Regions from separate parts of the Drosophila melanogaster genome. Here all the other regions are linked to region 1. Evidence: chromatin contacts called from public Hi-C data. All regions are on one chromosome and are shown on one strand. Each heading gives the region's core, a stretch centred on a gene start, on an enhancer-like site or on the middle of the called end of the contact. The rest is flanking DNA. Distances are from core to core; before and after follow the strand shown.

Evidence for each region. A called contact is a pair of places that touch in the nucleus more often than the background predicts.
Region 2: a contact with region 1 is called in a Hi-C map of the Kc167 cell line, with 2.1 times the contacts expected there. The contact joins the promoter of RpL6 here to the promoter of mod in region 1. A contact is called at or near these places in 2 of 107 Hi-C or Micro-C datasets (the Kc167 cell line and cellular blastoderm embryo).
Region 3: a contact with region 1 is called in a Hi-C map of the Kc167 cell line, with 4 times the contacts expected there. The contact joins the promoter of Mccc1 here to the promoter of mod in region 1. A contact is called at or near these places in 5 of 107 Hi-C or Micro-C datasets (the Kc167 cell line, the S2 cell line and the Sg4 cell line) and 4 of 6 datasets of contacts at active chromatin or transcription factors (the Kc167 cell line and the S2 cell line).

What each region holds. Positions count from the first base shown.
Region 1 is chr3R:32,050,184-32,053,600 of dm6, reverse strand. mod (modulo) reads right to left here and starts at 1,541. Exons shown (of 6, transcript NM_079875.3): 1 at 1,425-1,541; 2 at 1,205-1,281; 3 at 624-1,120; 4 at 46-355. The coding sequence starts at 866. krz (kurtz) reads left to right here and starts at 1,608. Exons shown (of 2, transcript NM_080249.5): 1 at 1,608-2,332. The coding sequence starts at 1,762.
Region 2 is chr3R:31,594,361-31,597,777 of dm6, reverse strand. RpL6 (Ribosomal protein L6) reads left to right here and starts at 1,574. Exons shown (of 3, transcript NM_170554.2): 1 at 1,574-1,730; 2 at 2,177-2,257; 3 at 2,315-2,986. The coding sequence starts at 1,620. The coding sequence ends at 2,854. It overlaps CycG (Cyclin G), which reads left to right. Exons shown (of 6, transcript NM_001276217.2): 6 at 1-1,136. It overlaps CG1774, which reads right to left. Exons shown (of 2, transcript NM_143618.3): 2 at 3,059-3,417. The coding sequence ends at 3,183.
Region 3 is chr3R:31,792,161-31,795,577 of dm6, reverse strand. It overlaps Mccc1 (Methylcrotonoyl-CoA carboxylase 1), which reads left to right and starts at 1,671. Exons shown (of 7, transcript NM_001260462.2): 1 at 1,671-2,000; 2 at 2,108-2,873; 3 at 2,928-3,417. The coding sequence starts at 1,960. It overlaps Acf (ATP-dependent chromatin assembly factor large subunit), which reads right to left and starts at 1,597. Exons shown (of 6, transcript NM_080486.3): 1 at 1,089-1,597; 2 at 1-596. The coding sequence starts at 1,210.

The DNA of each region.
Region 1 (3,417 bases), core at 292-2,791:
GTTTAAATATACTTGAAAAATGAAATAATAAACCAGTTACTTTACCGTTTGGTAGGTTTGTGACAAAAACGATCTGGTTTTTTGGCGTTCCCAGCGGAATCTTGCCAACCTTTACTTTTGGAATTCCTCTATTTTCTTCGGACTTTTCAGAGTTGGCTTTTTCTGATTTCTTGGAAACTGGCTTCTCTACAGGCGCTTCTTCATCATCATCGGATTCATCTACCTCATCCGCGCCTTCACTTTTGGAAACCTCACCAGGCTCCAACTCATCGTCATCATCATCTTCCTCATCGTCACTATTGTACTCTTCATCTTCCTCAGCCTCGTCGTCAATTAAGCCCGCTGCCTCTTCGGTCTGAAAAGTAGACAATTTTCTTATAACCGCTGATGGGAGAGCACCAATAAAGACAATTTTTTTTTTATCGATATATGAACCGAGTCGGTATAAAACCAGAGGATCGTGGGTTATGTGCACTCGTCTTATAATTATAAAATCTTTACAACCACGTGGCAAAGAAAACGTAAAATGGATTCTTATCCATGCAGATCTATATATACGTGCATACTATGCATGTAATGTTAGCCATATCCATTCAGAAGACCACGTTTTTTTTATAGCTTACCTCAAAGTCGCTGTCGTCCCCTGGCTGCTCGTCATTTTGCTCCTCCACATCAGACTCGTCCTCTTCACTGAACTGCGGCACTTCTTTAACAGGCTGTTTTCTGGATTTTTTGGAAGGCGATTGGGGGACTACTGTCTCCTCTTCCTGTACCTTTGTGGACTTGGTTACCCGTTTGGCCAAAGGCTTTTCCTCTCCATTCGTAGCTTTTTTTCCTTTGACGGTGACGGCTTTCTTTTGGGCCATTTTGACAGCTTTTAGAGGTTTTCTGGGCAAAATTAGCAAAGTCAAGTTTGGACTGAACAACGCGTGGTTTCGTTCAATAAAATGCACGTGGAAAAGAGGGACAGAACAGTGTGACCGTTGTGCTCTATCGGTGCTAAGGCTGATTAAATAAAGTATTTTAGAGACTTCAATCTCATTTTTATAGCTCTATTCCACTACTAAATATGGTTTAAAGTCCGTTCATGCACATGTATACATATAAAAATAATAAAAGCCTTTAAAAAATAAAATAAATATTAAACAGTTTATATAAAGTATTTATTTAAGACTTAGGATACAATCTATGATTAGATATTTACCAACGGTCTGATTTTACATGTGTTTATACATTCCAAATGGTAAGTTTCCTCAATCATCAGCTATGAATCATCTGTTTCTAAAGGAATTTATAATATATATATTATATTTCATTAAAAAGCCAAGTCAACCTGCAGTTGCATTTTATCTTAGTAGGAAACTTAATGTTAATTCAAGCAATTGTTAATGGTATTGAAAGAAAAATTATTAAAAGTCACTTACTATGGGCCAGGGCACACTTAGGAAATATAAATAGGTGCCAAAAATGCAAAATAAATATTAATTATAGGCTGCGATTATGGTACGACCAAACATATATCGGTTTGTTCGCACTGAATTGAAATACCAGAGAAGTACATAATTTGTTAGTATGTAATATTCCCTGGTATTTTTCCAATGACTGTCAAGCAGTGCTGGTAAATGGCGGAACAAGTATACACATAAAAAATTAAATTGCAGCACAAGTCCCGCAACGCACACATATATTTATTTAACGGAGTTCCAATTAAGCAGGAACAGCAGAAAAGCAGAATAACAAGCATAACCGCCAAATAACATAATGAACGGTGGTGGTGGAGGAAGTGGAGGAGCAAATGTGAGCAATGGCTCCAGCACCAATGTAACAGCTGCCGGGAGCACTGGGGGCGGAAGCGCAGGCGACGAGACTGGTGGAGATGCCAGCTCCAGACGCCAGGCGACTCGGGTGTTTAAGAAGAGCTCCTCCAACGGCAAGATAACAGTTTACCTTGGCAAACGGGACTTCGTCGACCATGTCACGCACGTGGATCCCATTGACGGTGTTGTCTTCATTGATCCAGAGTACGTAAAGGACCGTAAGGTTTTTGGCCAGGTGCTTGCCGCCTTTCGGTACGGACGTGAAGACCTAGATGTTTTGGGATTAACGTTCCGTAAGGACCTGTATCTGGCGCATGAGCAGATCTATCCGCCCATGCAGCTGGACCGCCCGATGACCCGGCTTCAGGAAAGGTTAATTAAAAAGCTGGGGCCGAACGCCCATCCGTTTTATTTTGAGGTTCCGCCCTATTGCCCAGCCTCTGTGTCCTTGCAGCCGGCTCCTGGAGATGTGGGCAAGTCTTGCGGAGTAGACTACGAGCTGAAGGCCTTTGTGGGTGAGTCTTTGTGGGTCTGATCTTGTGGGTGTGTCCGTATACGGTGGTCAGTCAAAGTCAAAATCATTGATATTTCGCAGTGTGGCACATACCGTGTTTATTATATATGTTGCAATACATTAAATTTACAAATTTACAAATTTTTCTTTTTTCTTTACAAATTTTTCTTTTACCTTAGAGCAGTTAAATTGCGGGTACTATTGTTTCTGAGAATAAAATAATTTATTAAGAATATGGTTACAGTAGCAAAACTAGCTTTGTTCTTTTCTATAGAAGTTAGACTGTAAATTTCTTATATGTGTGGTTTTGTGTAAGTTAGCGCGTGCATCACGCGGTTGGGAACACAGGGTTAATCAATCCAACTACGTCGGGCTGATGACGCAGCGTTCACCTAATTGAAATTCGACACTTCTAATTGGAATTTGAATCAACCGAAGTTGCAGCGCAGTTAATGCTGTTGTTCGCCTTAACCAGGCGCCGCAGTTGGCGGTCTGACGATTTGTGTGCCAACAGCAAAGATCTTACATAGTTTCAAAATGTTTATTTGTTTAGTTTCTAATCTGTATTTAATAATTAAAAAAAGGTTTAAAGAATTTGTGCTTTATTTTATTAGTAGAAAGGTTTTTGGTTTCTGTAAATTTTAAATTTTTCATATTTTCGTACGATCGCCGAGCTCCACTCGCATATATATTATGTGCCCGTGGCACCCCCTTAATACATTCTCTGTTCAATAAATATTATTACCTATTGCCCTATTTTGTTTACACATTTTTGTGCTTTTATAGTTTCTGTTGGAATTTTATTATTATTCAGCAGCCAAATTGTTTACTGTTATAAACAGAGATTAATAAAATAGCAGCAATTGGCGTGTTGTTGGGTAAAAGAGTTTATAACAAGAACTTAATATTTATTTTTTCTGTATATAAGCCCAAATTCAATTTAAGAATAAAAACAACAATGTTGGAATTTGTACAGTTGGAAGAAACGATTTCTCAGTGCTTCTCTGCTTCCCCTCATGACAATTGAGTCAGCATTTTTATTTACTTTGCGTCTGTTCAATTGTGTATCTAATGTTCCTAGCTTTT
Region 2 (3,417 bases), core at 325-2,824, 460 kb after region 1:
GATGTACCGAGAGGGTCGAGCGAAGAGTTTTAGAGAGCATAGGCAAACTAACGCAGAGCATAAAACAATTGAAATTTCGAAAATTCAGAAAACTTTTATTTAAATCCACTTGGCAGCGGAATGTGCAAACTCCTGTCTGTAAATTTGAATAAAATGCGTTTGCCCCGCCAAAGGGGCATTCAGATTTCATGAATATTTACAACAAACTCGCCTGTTTTATTTCACTCCGTCCGTGGCCATCCGCTGGCGTGACGCCAGACGCAGTGCAGCGGCGACTCCGGCGAAATGTGAGTACACCAGCACCAGCACCATTTCCATAACCCCGACTTCCGATCGAGTGTAAATAAGCCCGGCGACTTTGCTGTAAATATTCAAGTTCTCTCAACTAACAATTGTGCAATAGATTCCCTATACTTCAGTAACCTTCTGAACCACAGCCTGAAGATCAGTTCTGTGAAAGCTGTGAGTGAGAAAGCAGAATCCGAATACATTGTTAACACAGTCGAAATGCGAAACAAATAATTATATTTAAGCGACGGAGATCATCATGTGTTCGTTTAAGCTTAGTCCACTATAAATAACAGCCAATTGACGATTAGGCGATTAAGAGAAAGGTGAAAGCGGTGAAAATATGTCTAGCACTAAGTTTTTCTACCATCGACTGCCACGGGCTGAGATTTCATAATTTTAACAACTAGCAAATTTTACATTGTATTTAGCGCGGAGTTAGTTAAATATTTGCAAGTATCAACATCAAAAACATGAATGAAAATCTCAATTATTGTATATTTAGTTTTTATTTGACGACTACTTTTATTCATGATAACAATGATGGTGGGCAATTGCCCATCGTCAAGTTTTGAGCTTATATTCGGTTGAGGTTTACACTTTAGGATTAGTTACCACACGAAATGAATTCATACTGTACATTACGAACCACTCATTTTATTTATTTTAAATTACATCCTGTAACTAACAATTAGACTCTACTTTAGGCGTCCACCAGAATCATTATAAGCAAATGGATCATTGTGTAAAGAAATGTGGAACAAGTTGTTTGAAAACAGCTGAAGCTCGTGATTTAAATCATTATACACATTACAACAAATAAATGGAAAAAAGTATTATTAAATGGTAAATGAAAAGGCGTGTCTTCAATTTATTTTATCTTTAAGCTGACATATTTCGGATTATTTATCTTTCTGACTGTTTAATTTTTTAAATTGGTCATTCAATAAATCGACCGTTAAGCTTATCGATTTTTATTGCAATAGATTTAAAACGTTGCGATACTTTTTATATTGCGACTGTGTGCATTTTTTTTATCGATAGCAGACCCGATTACACAAATAATGCTATAAACATGAGTTCTAATGTTAATTAAAATCCACTGTTATAGGAACTGAAACTATATTTGTAACTTTCAGCTCTTGAGTAGAAATAATCAATGCTGGGGAAATTATGTTTTAATTTGGGGTATATAGATGGTATGTTTACAAACTGAATTGGTATTTCTTCGGTAACCGGGTGGTATTTTTGTATCGACCGCCCTGGTCACACCGCTCTAGACATAACCTTCCTTTTCCAATAATTTTTGTGCTGTGTACACGTGTTTCACAATGGCACCCATCGAGAAAGCTAAAAAGGTGGCCAAGTCGGCCAAAAAGGGCAAGAAGCACCCCGTCAACTCCTACCTGAAGGGCGGTATCCTGCGTTACTCCAAGGCCCAGGTAAATATCGCCGGAAACAGTGGGGAAATGGCCTCTGGCCCGAGTGACGCCTCCGCCCGATGAGAAGGCGCAGCAGCGTGGCTTACTTGTGGTTCTCCGATTCCAAGGGATCCGATACTTGCTCATCTATCCGCGGGATGGACCACACACCATCCACCCACTTTGAGTTAGTTTTACTTGAAAACTCAGTATTCGTCAGTGCGGTTCCTGAATCCAAATGCATTTATTTTAATTCCCGTGTGTTCAAGTGGCTATGAGTACAAACCATGCATACTTTGCCTAAATTGTTTACTCTTCTCACAAATAAGTTCAATAATCCTCAATGCCCTTGCTTGTGACTGTGCAACAAGTGGAGCGTATTAGTGATACACGTAAACAAAATAACCCCCTAGTTCAAAGGCTTGTGGATCAAGGATCAAGCTAACCACTTTTCCAACCTATTTCAGATGTACAAGCGTCGTGCTCTGTACCGCCTGAAGGACAAGAAGAGCCCCGTCGTGGAGAAGGCCAAGGTGCCCATCAAGAAGGTGAAGAAGATCGGAGGACCCAAGAACGGCGGTGAGCGCACGGTCTTCCTGAAGAAGAGCAAGGCCTCCTACCCGACCAAGACGTTCGTGAAGAAGCGCCCCTCCAAGGCAAACTTCAGCGAGCACAAACGCAACACGCGCCGCAACCTGACCCCCGGAACCGTGCTCATCCTGCTGGCCGGACGCCACCAGGGCAAGCGCGTCGTCCTGTTGAAGGTCTTGGCCTCCGGACTCCTGCTGGTCACCGGACCCTTCGCCCTCAACTCGTGCCCGCTGCGTCGCGTGTCCCAGCGCTACGTGATCGGCACCTCCTCGAAGGTGGATCTCGGTGCCTTCAAGGTGCCCGAGCACCTGAACGACGCCTACTTCCGCCGTCTGAAGGCTAAGAAGGACAAGAAGACCGGCGAGGCCGACATCTTCGCGGCCAAGAAGGAGCGCTTCGTGCCCAACGAGCAGCGCAAGAAGGACCAGAAGGAGGTGGACGCCGCCCTGCTGAAGGTCATCAAGGCCCATCCCGAGGGCAAGTTCTTCGCCAAGTACTTGCAGAACATGTTTGCCCTGCACTCCTCCCAATACCCCCACCGCATGCGATTCTAAGCGAGGGGATGGATTTGGTTCTTCAGTTTAAGGATTTCTAAAGCAAAAACACTGTACAAGCGCGCCCGCTGGTTAGACTAACAGGATTTGTAAAATAAACCTTACAAAACGGAAAGTTTTGGCCTTTTCATCAAAGAACCCCAGCTGTGACGATTAGTTCATTTTCTAAAATCCAATAATTGCACACAAGCATCAATTTAAATTCCTTTCTACAATTTTATTTCATTGATATATCCTATAAATTATAAAATAACAGCTATAAAGTTAAAATTCCATCAGATTAACATATTTGGATCAACTACAACTTCGATTTACATTAGCGCTAATTCTAAGTGCTGATATGATTTGAGCTCTCTTTGGCCACTTCGATAGGATCGGGGTACTCCGGCTGCAAGTGCAGAGCGCCCAGGAGTTTCCGCCTACCGTGGACGTACCACAACATCTCTCGGTAGGATCGCGGGAGGACTTCGTCCAGCACCTTGTCCGCCCGATAGGTCAAGTAGAAGACATTGGTGGTCTGCACTTTGCCGCTCTTGGCATCCCAAATCTGGGCCACGGTCATC
Region 3 (3,417 bases), core at 422-2,921, 260 kb after region 1:
GAGAATAACGTGGCATTTTGCCAATGAAAATTGTGGAGAAGTTTACGCCAGGGTCCGTCACGTACTGCTTGTATGCCTCTGGCTTGGGTCGAAGAAGTCCATCCACCCGCGATACATTGCTCTTTATAAACATACTCAGGTTTTCCAGGTTAAACTCCATGCGCGAGCGACGTAATTGCCTAAAGGGCAGATCAAGCTCTGCACTGGGATCGCCCTTGTTTGGTCGTAGTCTGTAGACCAGGTTGTCCGTGTCCTCATAGATACCATTGAGTGGTTCCGGCATATTTTTGTCCAACTTGACACCCAACACCGTGTACGTGGCGTTCTTCTTAGCTTGCACCGACACCTCCTCGCCGATAAAGTAGCGCTTGCGCAGAAACTTGGCCACTATCATGTTCAAGGTGTTGACCGCCGACTGTTGGGCGTGCTCCACAACCAGAAGGACGGGTGCCCGAAGGCTCTGTTTGAACTGCTCCATCTTCTTGCGAGCCGCCCGCTCACTTTTGACCGCCTCCTCGTAGGTGAGGTTCTCCTTGCCGGTGGCCTCGCACTGCCACACCGTTGAGTTGATCACCATCACGTGCCGGAAGTAGTGTCTGGATAAATAAATTTAATCGATCAGCGTTTTAAGGTCAATTTATTTTGATATAATTGAAGCTTGTCAGAGTAAAACATATTTAGTATGTTTGCTATTTATTAAAATAGTTTCGCGCTACCCAGCCTCTTAAATAATTGCTGATCTTAAAAATATCTAGAAGGATCATATAAGTCGAATTGGGTCAACAAATTCCAAATTCAAGAGCGCGCGCTTTGGCACCAGGTGGCAACTCCGCGGCGAGCAGCTGTGCGGCGGCAGCTGTAATTTCTTCCCGCCACCGAACAGCGTTTTTTTCGCCTTTGGCCCACGAGACTCGCACACTTATGCACCCCTGCGAACACACACACACACACACTGAATGGTGATGTACGGTACATCGTGTGCAAATGCTTTTGCAGCGTCGCTTTTGTTGTATACTTTAGCGCAGCGTCCACCTAATGGCAGGAGAAGGGAAGGGGCAGTTGCAGGAATGGTAGCAGGATGCACTTACTCATAGTCGCGAAAAATGCGCTTAGTGATGTAGCAGCAGAAGACCTGGTCGTTGTCGTGGAATGTTTCGTTCTTGCCCTCCTTCTGATTCAGGTCGAATCCTTCCCGCTTGCAAATGGGCATGTTTGGTGTTTTCCTTTTGCTCTTGAATGTCCTTAAGTTTAAATGGCAGTCCTTCGAAGTGCACGTTTAACAGTTCACAATAAAAACAACCGCGGAGCAACTGATAAATTTTACAACGCCAAGCGACAAGCGCAAAAGGCGCCCAACTTTTCACGCCTTTCCGGAGGGGCTTTCGATGCAAACGGTTTTCCAGCGATACGCGCGTTGACTTCCGACGCAATTATACAAGCTGTCGGCGGGCGACACTTTTCCGACAATTTCTACTATGTTTGTGGCTGGCTTCCTCAACACCAACTACCTAAATCCGTTTATTTTATAGCGCACAATCTATTTTCACGCGCATATTTTGGGGCCTATCGCTCTTCGACGTTAAACTATCGGTTATCGAGTTTCTGCGAACAATGTTACCGAACTTCACGAGCGCAGAAAACCGTAAGGACGCGGTCGGATGGATGTCAACAGTTCGATAAATAGTCCAGAATAATATAACGGTAATATTTTTTATGGGTTGCAACTTAAAAAAAACACAATATACGTAATATCAATTTCCCTAAAAGATATTGATGATATATGATAATCCCCAAAAGATATATGAAACATTAATATTTTCAACCATGCATCTCGTGAGTCGCCCATCTCAATTGCGATCTTGTGCGTGTGCGTTTTTCCAGCTGTGATAAGCGACGATCGCACACTTGCTCTGAATAAAGTATATTTGTTATTTATTCTTACAATTAATTCTACTAATAATGTACGCCAGACTGCTGCGAAACTTCGGCGCAAACGCCAGGTGAGGGAAATGATCGGCAGTTCTTTGTTAAGGCCGCTAAATCAAAAGACTTAATTTCGTTCTTGACGATTACATAAACCTTGCTAATTTGTTTTGGCTTGACGCAGGTGCTTTGCAACAGAAGCCAGCCCAAAAGTTCGGCCTATCAGCAAGATCCTTATTTCAAATCGTGGTGAGATCGCATGCAGGGTGATTCGAACCGCACGCAAGCTGGGAGTTCGTACCGTGGCCGTGTTCTCGGATCCGGACGAGAAGAGCATGCACACGCAGTTGGCAGACGAGTCGTACCGCGTGGGGGAAGCTGCCTCCTCGGCTTCCTATCTTCGCGGTGAACGCATCCTGGACATAGCCAAGCGTTCGGGCGCCCAGGCCATCCACCCAGGCTACGGCTTCCTCTCCGAGTCCGTCGAGTTTGCCGAGTTGTGCCAGCGTGAGGGCATCATCTTCATGGGTCCGCCCAGTTCCGCCATCCGGGACATGGGGATTAAGAGCACCAGCAAGGCCATAATGGCCGCTGCTGGGGTGCCGATCATCAATGGATACCATGGCGATGATCAGTCAGATGAGTGTTTGCAGCGAGAAGCCGACAAAATTGGCTTTCCCTTGATGATTAAAGCCGTCCGCGGCGGCGGAGGCAAAGGCATGAGAATCGCAGAAAAACCGGACGACTTCCTCACCGCTCTGAACTCAGCTCGCACCGAGTCCGAGAAGTCGTTTGGCGACAGCTCTGTGCTTCTGGAGCGGTACGTCCGATCTCCACGCCACGTAGAGGTTCAAGTATTTGCGGATCAGTATGGTGATGCTGTCTATCTGTGGGAAAGAGATTGCTCCGTGCAAAGACGTCATCAAAAGATTATTGAAGAGGCGCCAGCTGTAAGTGCACAAGAGCTTCGGCTATTTTAAAAATAATGCTCATTTATACAACAGCCAGGTTTGTCGGAAGATTTGCGTCGTGAGCTGGGCGAGGCTGCTGTTCGTGCAGCGAAAGCTGTGGGCTACGTAGGAGCTGGCACCGTGGAGTTCATTCTAGACAAAGAAGATCTCTCTTTCCACTTCATGGAAATGAATACCCGCCTGCAGGTGGAGCATCCTATAACGGAAATGATTACGGGCACCGATTTGGTTGAATGGCAGATTCGCATTGCCGCCGGTGAGCCATTACCCCTGAAGCAATCTGAGATTACGCGGCGTGGCCACGCATTTGAAGCTCGCATTTATGCAGAAAATCCTCGCGGAGGCTTTCTGCCCGGAGCCGGACCCCTGCGATATTTGTCTACTCCCCAACCATCAAACAACGTTCGCGTGGAGACGGGTGTCCGAGAAGGAGATGAGGTGTCTGTGCACTACGACCCCATGATTGCCAAGCTAGTCGTTTGGGGCGAAAACCGCACACAAGCGCTTAACTCATTGGTTGCCC